4 separate regions of the Mus musculus genome follow, and all the other regions are linked to region 2. The links are chromatin contacts, called in public promoter capture Hi-C maps. All regions are on one chromosome and are shown on one strand. Each heading gives the region's core, a stretch centred on a gene start, on an enhancer-like site or on the middle of the called end of the contact. The rest is flanking DNA. Distances are from core to core; before and after follow the strand shown. Region 1 has its middle 20 kb from the start of Sdcbp. Region 2 holds the start of Tmem68 (transmembrane protein 68). Region 3 holds the start of Cyp7a1 (cytochrome P450, family 7, subfamily a, polypeptide 1). Region 4 holds the start of Ubxn2b (UBX domain protein 2B).

The links. Promoter capture Hi-C pulls out the DNA fragments that hold promoters and counts their contacts.
Region 1: a contact with region 2 is called in a promoter capture Hi-C map of hippocampal neurons, with 2.7 times the contacts expected there. The contact joins the enhancer-like site here to the promoter of Tmem68 in region 2. A contact is called at or near these places in 3 of 39 promoter capture datasets (the 3T3-L1 cell line, cranial neural crest and hippocampal neurons), 1 of 115 datasets of contacts at active chromatin or transcription factors (large pre-B cells) and 1 of 9 other capture datasets (liver).
Region 3: a contact with region 2 is called in a promoter capture Hi-C map of liver, with 3 times the contacts expected there. The contact joins the promoter of Cyp7a1 here to the promoter of Tmem68 in region 2. A contact is called at or near these places in 2 of 39 promoter capture datasets (hippocampal neurons and liver).
Region 4: a promoter capture Hi-C map of pre-B cells shows a contact between it and region 2. The contact joins the promoter of Ubxn2b here to the promoter of Tmem68 in region 2. A contact is called at or near these places in 4 of 39 promoter capture datasets (the C10 cell line, hippocampal neurons, liver and 1 more), 3 of 484 Hi-C or Micro-C datasets (CD4 T cells, muscle stem cells and rod photoreceptor), 2 of 115 datasets of contacts at active chromatin or transcription factors (acute myeloid leukemia and astrocytes) and 1 of 9 other capture datasets (adipose tissue).

Annotation. Positions count from the first base shown.
Region 1 is chr4:6,344,551-6,347,795 of GRCm38.p6, reverse strand. No RefSeq gene overlaps it. Among named protein-coding and RNA genes, the nearest start is that of Sdcbp, 20 kb to the left of the region's middle. Within about 2 kb of position 1,890, at least 12 of the 459 cell types and tissues checked have an H3K27ac peak or open chromatin away from gene starts, as enhancers often do. A contact at or near this core is called in hippocampal neurons, where this site is marked.
Region 2 is chr4:3,573,039-3,576,258 of GRCm38.p6, reverse strand. Tmem68 (transmembrane protein 68) reads left to right here and starts at 1,406. Exons shown (of 8, transcript NM_028097.4): 1 at 1,406-1,555. Tgs1 (trimethylguanosine synthase 1) reads right to left here and starts at 1,380. Exons shown (of 13, transcript NM_054089.4): 1 at 1,130-1,380. The coding sequence starts at 1,233.
Region 3 is chr4:6,273,819-6,276,904 of GRCm38.p6, reverse strand. Cyp7a1 (cytochrome P450, family 7, subfamily a, polypeptide 1) reads left to right here and starts at 1,273. Exons shown (of 6, transcript NM_007824.3): 1 at 1,273-1,413; 2 at 3,081-3,086. The coding sequence starts at 1,334. RefSeq lists a promoter at 955-1,305.
Region 4 is chr4:6,189,419-6,192,398 of GRCm38.p6, reverse strand. It overlaps Ubxn2b (UBX domain protein 2B), which reads right to left and starts at 1,294. Exons shown (of 8, transcript NM_026534.2): 1 at 1,186-1,294. The coding sequence starts at 1,269.

The sequences.
Region 1 (3,245 bases), core at 641-3,140, 2.8 Mb before region 2:
ACTCTGGAAGACCAAAGGCCTTGTGTTCAGTTGTCCACCAAGGTATGAAGAGTGTTGGTCCTTATTAAGACTGGAGGTGACTGTATTTTAGTTCATGCGAGCCTTGCTCTCTTTCTTAGGCTGACTGTACACTTAGATGTCTATGGTGACCCCACAATCAAAATCACCAAGACTTCCTGGCCATACACAATATATGTGTCTCTAGTGGCTGAATACATGCTGGGAGGGGCTATCTTCTGAGTTCTGGCAACCTTCCAAGTGACAGCCAGTGAGTATACAATGTAAGTAAGGGCTGTGAGTCAGTGACAGAGGTCATCCACAGCACTACCCACAGACACTGCCAGCCTCCCAGATATCAGCGACCTAGGGAGCATGAAGAGATTACTCAGACTATTTAACGATTAGAAGGAGCTGATAAAATAACACAGACAGCACGGTCCCTTATACTGCAGTGGTGGCCACTGCACAAGTCAATGGAACTGGAGAATGATTGTGGGCTAAAAGGAACTGAAAGAGGCAACTTCACTCATGTGTACCGTAGTGCCACCATCATGGACTCGATAGATCAACTGACTTGTCCTTGGTTAGATACCACCATATGGCAGACCTGGAAAAGGCTCTTCTCTCCATTGGCGTGGTCTTGGAGAGTCAAGAAAAAATTGTCTTCACCCGGGAAGGTGATTCATGGGAAGCTCTCAGGCTCACAGCTGCTGATTCCACATTTGCCAGAGAATCAGAAGTTGGCACAGTATCATCATTATAACAACACAGCGTGGTTGCCTTGGGCTGTTTTCAGAATCCAGAGTCCCAAGCTACCAAACCATGGTAGACGGTGAGGCTAAGCAAATACCTCAGACAAAAACGATGGATGTTCATTGTGGGCCCCCCCCCCCCCAGGTGGGAAGTCTTTTGACATCTAGGAAAACAAACAGGAGTCTGTGACAGTCTTTCATGTGACCGGCCATAAACCTTTACTCAGTGTAGGAGTATGAGGGAATGGTAAGGCCAGTGGGTTAGCCAGTATTCTGTAGATACAATGGCCAGGAACAGAAGAGTCTGCTGTATGGCTGTACTGGCAACTAGGACATACAGGCAGCAAGGCCATGGTATAGATAAATGCTCAATGGAAAATGAGACTTCTGAAGGAAGGGATGTTTTCCGGGCAATCCCCAAACAGTAGTGACTGCAATAAGCCTAGTTGGAAGAAGAGCAAGAAGAACCCCCTAATACTTAACAAGTTGACTACATCAGGTGCCTTCCTGTGTCTGACGATTGTGCTTGTACCTTTACAGTACTGATATGATGACAGGTCTCTTGTTTGCTGATCCTATTGCCCAGGCTGACCAGAAGGCAACCACAGCATCTCCTCTAGCCTAAAGTGAACTGTAATACTTTAGGATGAAGAGCCTGATTACTGGTCAAATGTTGTTCTTCTCTATAGTGTAGCTGTGGACGATGGGCTCAAGAACTGTTCCTGTAGGCAGTTCTAATAAGGTGCCTGGGGTATGTGGAATGAAGGGAATAAAGACTGTAAGGGGAAGAGAAAGGTTTAGATATGGCTGCTACTAAATGTCTGTGGAACCATAAGTAAGCAATAAATGCAAGTGGTATATAGTTCTTTATATATAGCCCATTATATGTTAATGGGTTATGTAACTCATTCTGGAAAGAAGCCATTTTGCGGTGATTATGTATAAAATGTCCTTAGGAGCAAGGGCATATGATCTAGCCCTGCATAAATTCTGTCACATCTTCCCTCAGCTGCACATATCACCTTTAATTACTTGGCTCCTTACTAACCTCCATTATTGGCACTCAAGATGGGCTTGTCAACACTGTCTCATCTCCGAGCATCACAGGGAGATGGTAAGTAGTCTATAGATAGTTCAGGATAGGGAAACAGCTGTTCCCTAACTGCTACTCCAGTCAATGGTGATTGCTCTATGCTATTATTAGCATCTTACTTACCCTCACTATGTCTAGTTTATAAAATAATTTATGTTATAGGCCTGCATGGATAGAAAACACATAGTATATAAAGAGGTTACTGCTGCCCTAAATTTTAAAGCATTACAGTGTCCTGAAATGTATCCTATACATGAGGGGATCTGCTGTGATCCCTCAGTTCTTAGCTCTAGCCTCCATCCACCTCCTGGCAGCTATCTCTGTACCAGGGGCAGATGGACAAGGTGCACTGTAGGAGGCCATATGGCCATCTGCCTTTGACTTTGTTCTGCATCATCTTGAGTTTCTCCCCCATGGCCCTCTGTGTTGAGTTGGAGAGTCCCAAGCCTTTCCTTCGCTCTCGTATAGGCAATGCATTGTCTAGCAGCTTCTTGAGAAAGAGACTATAAAGAGACACGCTTAAGGCTTTGCCTCTATAAAGATTTGAGTCTAGATGTTAAATAAAATGAAGCCATGGAAGGAGGCAGGGAGTGAAGCAGGCTAGAAAACCAACCTTGGCTGAAAAATGGTGTTCAGATGTGAAAGGGGAATATTACACCAGTTCTAGTTTTCCTTGAGATTATTCTTGCTTTCTCACTGTAATTTCTTTATAAAACCTCATGGGTCTGACAAAATGCTTTCTACAAAAATACATGCTATAAACAACATGGCAGATGGCACGCACAGGCTGAAAGACAGAACACGGTGCTTAGCGTGTTCTCAAATAGAAGCAGCAAGCAAAAGCAAGGCAGCTATTTAAAAGCATGTCTTAAATAAATTTTTTTTTTTAAAAAAGAGCATGTTCCCTGCCCAGTCTTACTCTGAGATGGCTTTGAAGGCAGGAACTTGTCTCCACATTTTTAAGGTGTGTGTGTGTGTGTTCTGTGTGTGTATTTTAACAGACCAGCTTTATAAAAATTAAAAGCTTGAGTAGTGGACTACTACCTTGTTTTGAAATCAAGAGGGACTCTTCTTCCCCCCTCCTTCTCTCTGACTTTTCCTTGTTTCCTGGCAGCTACCTTATCTGTCAGCACACCTTAGCAATCACAAAACCATCAAGAGACTCATAGCAACTCTTGAATACACTAACACTAAAGGAAGGCACCACCTTAAGCTTTTCTTATGGGCTTGTGTATTGGTGAAGCCTTTTCTGTAATTGTGGACAAAGGTTGTCACTGATTACATGGGGGAGATGCACTGGGGACATCCCATGCATAGGACTCAAACTGTGTTGATAGTATCACATTGTATCATTTCCCCATTTATTAATTTCATGTGAGTCAATTCACATGCCTTAAACA
Region 2 (3,220 bases), core at 157-2,656:
AATTAAATGTACACCTGAGCGTTGGGAGTCATTTTTGTCTGCTTCTGTAAAAGCCTGTCTGTTAGGCGGAGTCAAGGCAGGTCAGGCTGACAGATTTCCTGGCCTGCCAACGGCATGGAACAAAAAGCTACAACTGAGGCTCAAGGAGAGAGGCTGAACGTTCGATTAATCTTTGTGGAAGGAACAGGGAGGCCTCCGGATGGGAACAGATATCCATTCTCTGTCAGCCATTGTCTGTGCTAGTTTGTGACTTTGTTTCCCATGATACTGTAAAGTGTATTAAGGTTATGAGAAATACATTTGGGGCCAGTGTGGTTCAGGCCTGCAGCCCTCCGGATTTCTAACCTTTGTCTCTGAGTCTTCTTTTCGGTCTTATAATCATCCTCACTCCCCCACTAGAAGACTGTTCAACTCTGAACCAGCAGGACCTGTGCAAATGAGCCTAGTACATTTTTTAAATGTTAAATTTAACATGGTGTTATATTTCTTTTTTGAGGAAACTTTCAGATATCTTCCCTCAAGTACATAATGAAAATGAGTACCTTCAAATTTAAAATTTGTCAATGCTTTTCCCACCAGAAGGTACTTTCTATTCTGGCAATTTTAAACATGAAACCAACATTTCCCCCAGAGATGTCTCTAAAACTGCCATAAACAGTTAACACTTTTATCTCAAATAATTAGACGTTTCAGATACATAAATTTTTGTTGGAAAGGATTTTACAGTTTGCAAATAGAGCTCTAATTTGATCCTTCATCTCATCAATCTATTTGTATTAGTTTACACTTCACACTCCATCTTACTGGTATAGCTCAGGATGGTCTTGAATTTGCTATCCTTCTGCATGGCCAATACCTGGGCCATCTCGCCCGACTCAACCAATGTTGAGATTGGCCCTTCATTTATGGAAACCCGAAATGACACATATAAGGTACCACATTTAAAAAAAAATCAAAATTATATTAATCTTCCCTTTAGTAATTGCAGTAGAACATTCCTTCATGCCCGCGGGGTTTCGAGTTTCTTAGACATCAGGTCATGTGGCTTTCTGGAAAGCCTCTCTCTAACTCTGCGACACCCCCATTCCTGAGCAAGGACAGAAAGTGAGAGAGGACCGTCGCGACTTACTCCACAAATGCCCGGGAGCAGAGGCAAAGGATCTTGTACTCCTCCTCGCGGTCTTCAATGAAGAGCAGCATTTCGGCCACATGGTTCCACTTCTCGCAACACATTTCGTTATCCGGGCTCGCTCTGGTGTTGTCCGCGACTGGGCCGGGCGCTGTTGCTGAAGACAGAAAGGCGTAACTCGCGCGGGCAGAGGAGCGGAACGCGCCTGGGGACGCTCGAGCCGGGAGCCAGCCAGCCGCGCTACCGGAAGCAGCGACAGCAGCTACCGGAAGGGGCGGGGCGACCGACGGTCCTACACCCAATGTGGCTCGGCCTTCTTCCTCTCAGGCAGTTAAAGGAAACCGGCACTACCCGCGTGTCTGCTTCTCCCGGCTCTGCCGCCGACCAGCTGCCGAGGTCGCCGATTTCCTGTGACTTTCTTGTCAGGTGCGTCGAGCTCCCCATGGACTTCTCCATGCTGTTCTAGCCGGTAGCAGGCGTGGTGTCCTGGTCGCGGGGCCCGGAGCGGAAAGCCGGACTAGTTCCCGGCCTCTGCGCCTGCGCCGTGCAGTATATCTACAACTGCAGTATTCCTTCCTTTCATAACTCCTAAATTCAATATACCAGTCTAGATGTGAATTATAGATAGGCATGGTGGTATACACCTTTAATCTCAGACTTGGGAGGCAGAAGCAGACAGATCTCTCTGAGATCAAGGCCAGCTTAGTCTGCAGAGCAAGTCAGGTCCACACAGATGCTGTCTCAAAAATAACTAAATGTCTTACAGCATTATTGGAGAGAGTGACTAGAGTTAGACTATGATGCAGTAGAAGAGTAGTCATTAAAAGAGTAGGGGACTTTAACCAAAAGTAGAAGAGCATTTTTATATTGAAAAACAAAATCTTTGCAAGGTAATGTACATCAGAACCCGGAGAAAGAAGCTTGAACTCAAGGGGTTTTTGTTGTTTGTTTTCTTTTTATTGATAAGTGACACATGGGTGTGAGGAGAAGGCTTATTGGTTATTCGAGTTGGTTAAAGGGACAAAACATTCACGGGTGCATGAAAGTTGTCCTCCGCCTTCACATGCTCACTCATGCATCCTCCCCACAGGGTCAGGTGATTAAAAAAAAACATTTTAAAATTCTTTAAAAAGCCAATGGCATGTAATAATTTTACATATTTCTGGGTCACGGGGCAGCATTTCAGTGCATGTAGAAGATCATGAGAAGATACATTCATGAGAAGATCCGGGGAAACGATATATTTCTCACCTCAGACACTGTTTCTTTGTGTTGGGGCATTCAAACTGTTCTCTCTTAGCTGTTTTTGGATACTCACTTTGTAATCCAGTTTTCCTACTGTGCTTTAAAAGTTAAGTCTTCCTTTTGGCTATGCTCCACACCCACTAAATCACCATGTCTATATACTTCCCTGCACTTGTCCTGACTCGCTGTTAATCTTTGAGATTAACTTCCTTGTATGAGAGACTGATATGGCACCACCCAGAGTTAGTGTGAGACTTCCCACCTCCATTAACAACAGCAAAACCAACCAAACAACCTCACAGACATTCTCAGAGGTTTGTCTCTTAGGTGGTTCTAAACCCATAAGCTGACAGTCAAGAGTAGCAACAACAGTGTTGCTATCTATTCTTCATATGTTTGATAGCCAGTGACTATTCAAGCCCCCCTTTTAATGGGATTATTTGGGTTTTTTGACTACTTAGAAATAAATCTTTTGACTCTAGAAATAAATCTACTGTTCAACTAATAGTTTTTTTTTTTGTTTTTTGTTTTTTGTTTTTTGTTTTTGTTTTTTTTTTGTTTTTTTTGCTTTGGATGTCTGTTCTTTGGAGGGCATAGTTTCCCCTATATTTTCTTTTAATACTTTAAAGGGCAAAATAACATTGCTGCCTTTGTTTAAAAGAAATTGGTGGCAAGAGCGTGGGTTTATTTTTATATTCTGTTTGGTTTCCTTGGTCTACATGTCTTCATGACAGTTCCATGTTCTGGTTACATTGAAGGTGGGTATGGTAATGCCTTCAGCATTATTCTAGGGCTCGGGGTTGCTTTGGACATTTCGTCTTTTGTGTCTCCATGTGAGTTTGGGGA
Region 3 (3,086 bases), core at 24-2,523, 2.7 Mb before region 2:
AAGCAGCCCTATATGAACTAATTTTTGCTTATCTTCTAGTCTCTTTCTTAAACCCAACTCCATCTTCTATCCTCCATTTGTTCATTCTGTGTTTTAGCACACCAAGTTCATCCTCTCTCTGCTCAGGAACTTCACCTTTGCTGTCCCCTCTCCTGGAAATGTCTTTCCTTAGCTATTCTATCTCAAGTATCATCTTTTCAAAAAAGCTTCTCCTATCAACATATTTAAAGCCATATTTATCCCTATACACCTCATTTTATGGATACACAACACATATTTGCTGTCTCCCCATCAAAATACAATCTTCAGTAGAGAAACTCCCTGTCTTGTTAGTACCTGAAACCAGAATATCTTCAAAGAGTTCCTGGAACATAAAAATGCTCAATTAATATTTATGTTAAGTAGGGAGCTGGGGTGTAAATCAGCGGTAGAGTGCTTGCCTTGGAGGAGTGGGGCCATTGGTTCAATCTTCAGCACAAAATGAAAGATTATGCTGAGTAAAGTTGGGAAAGTTGTATACCAGTTTATGAGTAGTATAAGAGGTAAATTATGAATTCATATTTACTTTGACAAGAAGTGTTGTAGTCTTTATTTGAAATAAAAGTACATCTTAATTACAAATAAAAATTGGTAAAGAGTGAATTCTCAAGCTATGGCTGCCTAGAAGATGAGTGCTGGGAGGTTTTCTATTTCGACGATAGTAGATAGACTACATGAAGCACCTGTGGCTTTATAAACACACTGAACAATCAAGCAAAAACAAACAAACAAAGAAACAAACAAAACAAACTGTTCCACACCGTTCACATCCTTTAGGATCGGTTGCTGTATACTTCTGGAAATTAATTTAAATAATTTTCCCCAAAGGTTAATGACATGGACAGCCAGTATTAAAGCCAGGATGGAAAGCTTCTGCCTGTTTTGCTTTACAACACACTCCACATCTTTGGTAGGTGAGCTCTTCTGTAGTGTGTTTACTTCTTTTTCTACACACAGAAGCACAGTGTTAGCTGTTGTCCCCAGCTTTGAATGTTATGTCAGCACATGAGGGACAGACCTTCGGCTTATCGACTATTGCAGCTCTCTGCTTGTTCTGGAGCCTCTTCTGAGAAGATGGACTTAGTTCAAGGCCAGATAATGCTATTTTTTTCTTTTTTCTTTTTTCTTTTTTTTAGGAGGACAAATAGTTAGTGTTTGCTCTGGTCACCCAAGTTCAAGTTATTGGATCATGGTCCTGTGCATATATAAAGCCTAGTTAGAGCCACAGTTTCTGGACCGTCTTGCTTTGCTAAGCACAGATTCTCCCCTTGGGACGTTTTCCTGCTTTTGCAAAATGATGAGCATTTCTTTGATCTGGGGGATTGCTGTGGTAGTGAGCTGTTGCATATGGTTTATCATTGGAATAAGGAGAAGGTATGGAAACATTTTTTAAATTTGTCTTAATTTATTTCTAGTATTCAATACCTTCATGATTACACAGCATGAAAAAAATACTAGTACATTAGTACTTTTAATTTTAAATTTAAAAGACACATCTTTGACTAAATCTAACAAGATATAGATAGTTCCCCTTAGCATATTCACATTCACCACTGGTAATGCAGATCTTGTTAAACATAACTAAAAAATTACAAGTTTTTGATGCAAGTTTATGTATGCGTGTGTGGAGCAAACCTAAGCTGAGAAGAGTAATATTTAGAGGGGTTCTTTCTGTGACATGAACTGACTAGATGCTCTGCCTAAGCAAGTGTGCAGTCATCTGGGTTTTCTGCAGACTCCGTCTAAGCTTGGGTGAGAGCACAGAGCCTGAGTTTGTCTGCCTCTAACTTTTCTTTCCAATGTTAACCAACTGTGTGACTGGGAAGCTTTGGTGCCTGCACATGATATCATTTTGAATGACTCAAAGAACATTTCGGGGCAGGATATTTAGATATTTTCTGGACTGTCAACATCAAAATAGGACAATACCCCTGGCATTATCTTCAGAGAGGTAAACCAGTATGTGTTCTCTTAGTTTAAAAAGTGTTTCTTTGCCTCTTCGGCTGATAGTTACCAGTTTAAATTAAACAGCTTATCGTCATGCTAAGAAAGGAAATATCAATTATACTCAATTATTCTTAGAAGAGATGAAGAGATATTCTTCACCAATATCTTAATAGGCTAAAAAAACCCACTGTTTTAATAAAAAAGCAGGGTCCCCATCATCAAAAGAAGTGTCTACAAACTGTAGTTAGGAAGCTTGAAATAAATAGTAGAAAACACTAAATATATAATTTATTGGGAAATAAATAAGCTTATAATTTTAATAAAACATTTAAGAAAGAGTAAAAGAGTATTGGATTTTAGTTCATGGTTTGCCAATGTTTACTTGATCCAATTTCATTTTATAATGATCTAATTTTCCAAATGAGATTCCTATTCACTTCAAATATCATCTCAGAATAATAATGTTCTTTTTTCCAGAGTTGAGGATCAAAGGGAAGGTTTTATAAATGTTATCAAGAGCTCCACCATTGAGCCACACCTCCAGTCCTCAGGATGCTAGTATTTTAAATTCTGTAGATTGTTAAAACTTTAACACTGTAGCCCTTTCTGTCATTTGATGTTTCCCATCCTTAAAGAAAAAGAGCAAATGTTACATTATAGGCATTTAGGGAAATGATTCTTAGAAAAGTTTAATCATTAGGTGATACTTCGAGAGCAAGAATCTTGTTGGCTATGTTAACACTCTAAGCTCTGCCATTGGGAAAAGCAATAGGACATAGGCATAGAAAACAATTTATTGGGTTCTTGATGAATGTGTGAATACACACACACACACGTGTGTGTGTATATATATATATATGGAGGTGGATAGACTGATGGATGGGTTAATAGATAGATTCGTGAGTGGATAGATTTAGTAATCACCCTCACCAATATCTTAGTACACTAAAAAAGCCACTGTTTTAGTAAAAGAGAGGGGTCCCCATCACCAAAATAAGTATCTACAAACTGTAGTTATGAAGCTACATATGAAATAAGTACTAGAAAACACTGAACACGTAATTTTCCCAACCTCCCAAATCTGCGTCTTACAGGAAAGT
Region 4 (2,980 bases), core at 45-2,544, 2.6 Mb before region 2:
CACACTATGGGTGGTGCCAAACCGGGGCTGTGAGCCCAGGGTCCTATAAGAAAGCAGGCTGAAGAAACCTTGGGGAGCAAACCAGTACGTAGCACCCTTCATAGCCTCTGCATCGGCTCCTGCCTCCATGTTCCTGCTCTGACGTCCTGTCTGATAAGGAACTGTGAGTGGAAGCATGAGTCTTTCCTCCCCAAGCTGCTTTGGTCATGGTGTTTCATCACAGTGACAATTACTCTAAGATAACGAGCTAACTGGCTCCGGGGTCACCGGAACCAACCAGTGCTCAATTAATACCATTAGAATTCTGCATTGGCTTGGTCTGTAAAGCTGCTTTACAAGCCTGTTTCAAATCTGAGACCTTTCACAAAATTTGATAGCACACAACAGTATCCACTACTACTTCTGGATTTGATGTCCTATTTGTATCCACATTTCCCAGAGCTTCAGCACAAAGTTAGAATGGCAAACGGTCAGTACGTCTGGTTACAGAATGAAGACCTGCTATAAAAATGCTCTGTCAAGGTTTGCGAATCCAGGCTCATTTATTCTGAACTATAACCCCTAATATATGTTTAATCGTTTGAGTTTTATCAATGATTTCATGAGGAGATAGAAAAAAAAGGCTAAAATGGACAAGCAGTATTAGCATCGGACAAGTGTTTAGCTAATGCCAGCATCCTAACATTGCTGAGTTTTATTTCTGTTAAGCTGTTTTGTGAACTCTTTCAAGCGAGCTGTGACCAAAGCCTGAACTGTTTTAAGCTCTCCCCTGCAAAACCGCAGGCTTTTGGAGAAGAAAGTGCTTTTAATGTATAAATCATCAAACGTGAAAAAGCATCCAGGAGAACAAACCAGCACGCGTCATTTTTAAAGTTACTTTTTTAGTGATGGCTGATTTATCACTGGCCACAGCAACTCCCCAAATGCAGGCAGCATCAGCTGGGAGGCACCCAGATGGCTCGGCAAAATGACATTTGCTTTGTGCATCCAGCGTGAAGGGAACCCCTGTACCGCCGCCTGAGGCTAGGGCACAGGATTCCACACGCACCCCTCCGCAATGCGCCTCCAGGAGAGACCCTCCAGTTCTCCGGAGACAGGCTCAGGTGAGGTACAAAGTGGCTCTGGCCCGCGCCCGCCATGCCCACGCCCTCTCGCCCGCCGCCGCCGCGCTCCATGCCTGCGCACCTGTAAGTCCCGCGCACTTGGGGGCCGTGGCCTGGAGGACCCACGCTCCTGCTCCTCCGGCTCCGCACGGCCACCCTCCGCCATCTTTCACCCGCTTGCGGCGCCTGCCCCGGACCGCGACTTCCGGGGTTGGTTGCTTAGCGACTGTGGAAGGGGCGGAGCCACTCCGTGACTCCCACTGCCTTGGAGAGGGGGCGGAGCCGTGCCGGGTTCGTGGTGTTCCTCCGGGCTCCTTTTCCCCCCACCAGCCGGTGCGCACTCGCTGTAGGGTTCCGGTCCGCAGGGCTCGCCAGTTTTTCAGTTTTTGAGATCTCTCTATAGTCACCATTCGACTCGCTGGGAGATGCTGTAGGTTGCCTTTAGAGCGCAGCGTTGTCTTCCAAGTTCATTTAACTCAACAATGCAATATCTTAGCAGATGAACAACTCCACCTTTCATTTCCCCTTATCTGTCATTTTCCCTTATCCAGGATTGGATGGTAAATTAGTCCTTCTGAGTGGATCCGTATTGAGGATAGGAAACACGGTAAAGCTTTTGGCAATGAGAATGGAGACTCTTAAGCCATCTTCTTTTCTGCTGGGATTGACTTAACTCTCATCTTAAGTCCCAGACACTTACACCTCCAAGAATTGCCTCCCAAGAAAAAAAAAAGAAGCCTTTATGAAATTTATAAGCTAGGAAGGGAAAGAAAGATATAAGCAGGTAACAGAGTACACTTTACTTTGCAAAGAGTATTTATTACTCGCGGACTGTATGTGAATGGAGAATACTCTCTTGGTGCCTGTTGTGTGTACCATGCTAGGTGGGAGCCTACAGCCTGCTGCCTTGGCTGTTCTTTGAGTTTCGAGCACTTAAAAAAAATAAACAAAAACAAAAACTTATGAGGTAGAGAAGATGAAACTGAGAGGTCTGCAACAGACCTTTTAGAATTAAATCCACATCTTAGCTACTTTTCTTGGTTGCCCCTGGTATGTAGATACAGCCACACAGGCTTTCAGGTTTCCCACGAAGACGCTAATCACATGATTGTTTTAAAAAAAATAAAATGTGTGTCCTTTTCTCCTGAAAATTTATTTAGTTCAGTTTTATTTTCAGCTTGAGACTCAGAAGGCAAAGGATAATGGTCCCTCTCCCCAGTTCAGTTAACTCAACAGTGCTCCACTCATATTGCTGAGTATGTAATGATGTACTTGAGCGAGGCAAATGATAATTAAACTAGAAACTAGCAGTACAAGTTACCAAACCTTGCATTGCTGTCTTGATACACATTCTGCCTTAAAAATTCCCATCATGTTTTTGACAAGAAATGACCTTTTAATGTTGGGCCTTGAAGGAGAAGAACTTTTCACAGTTGTTGGGCCAGGAAAGACCACAAGTAAAAAGTCACAGATAAGTTCTAAGACAGATAATGGAAACATCTTACACATGTCAGCAAAATACTACCTGGTTGTTTAGAAATGATTTTTTTTTTTAGAAGCGATTATGAGGTGGTCAGAAAGAGCCTTAGACTAGAGTTTTGGGCTAAGTTAGATTCTGATGTGTAAGCAGCCAGGCTTATTTACTGGGCCAAGGTCACCAGATGTGGCCTTGAGTAATGAAAATCAGTCCAACTGGAGAGACCACAGCAAGACTGAGACTGTGACAATTCTTTTCAATTTTTTTATTAGATATTTTCTTCATTTATATTTCAAATGCTATCCCGAAAGTCCCTTATACCCTCCCCCCACCCTGCTCCCCTACCCACCCACTCCCACTTTTTGGCCCTGCCATCCCCCTGTACTGGGGCATATAAAGT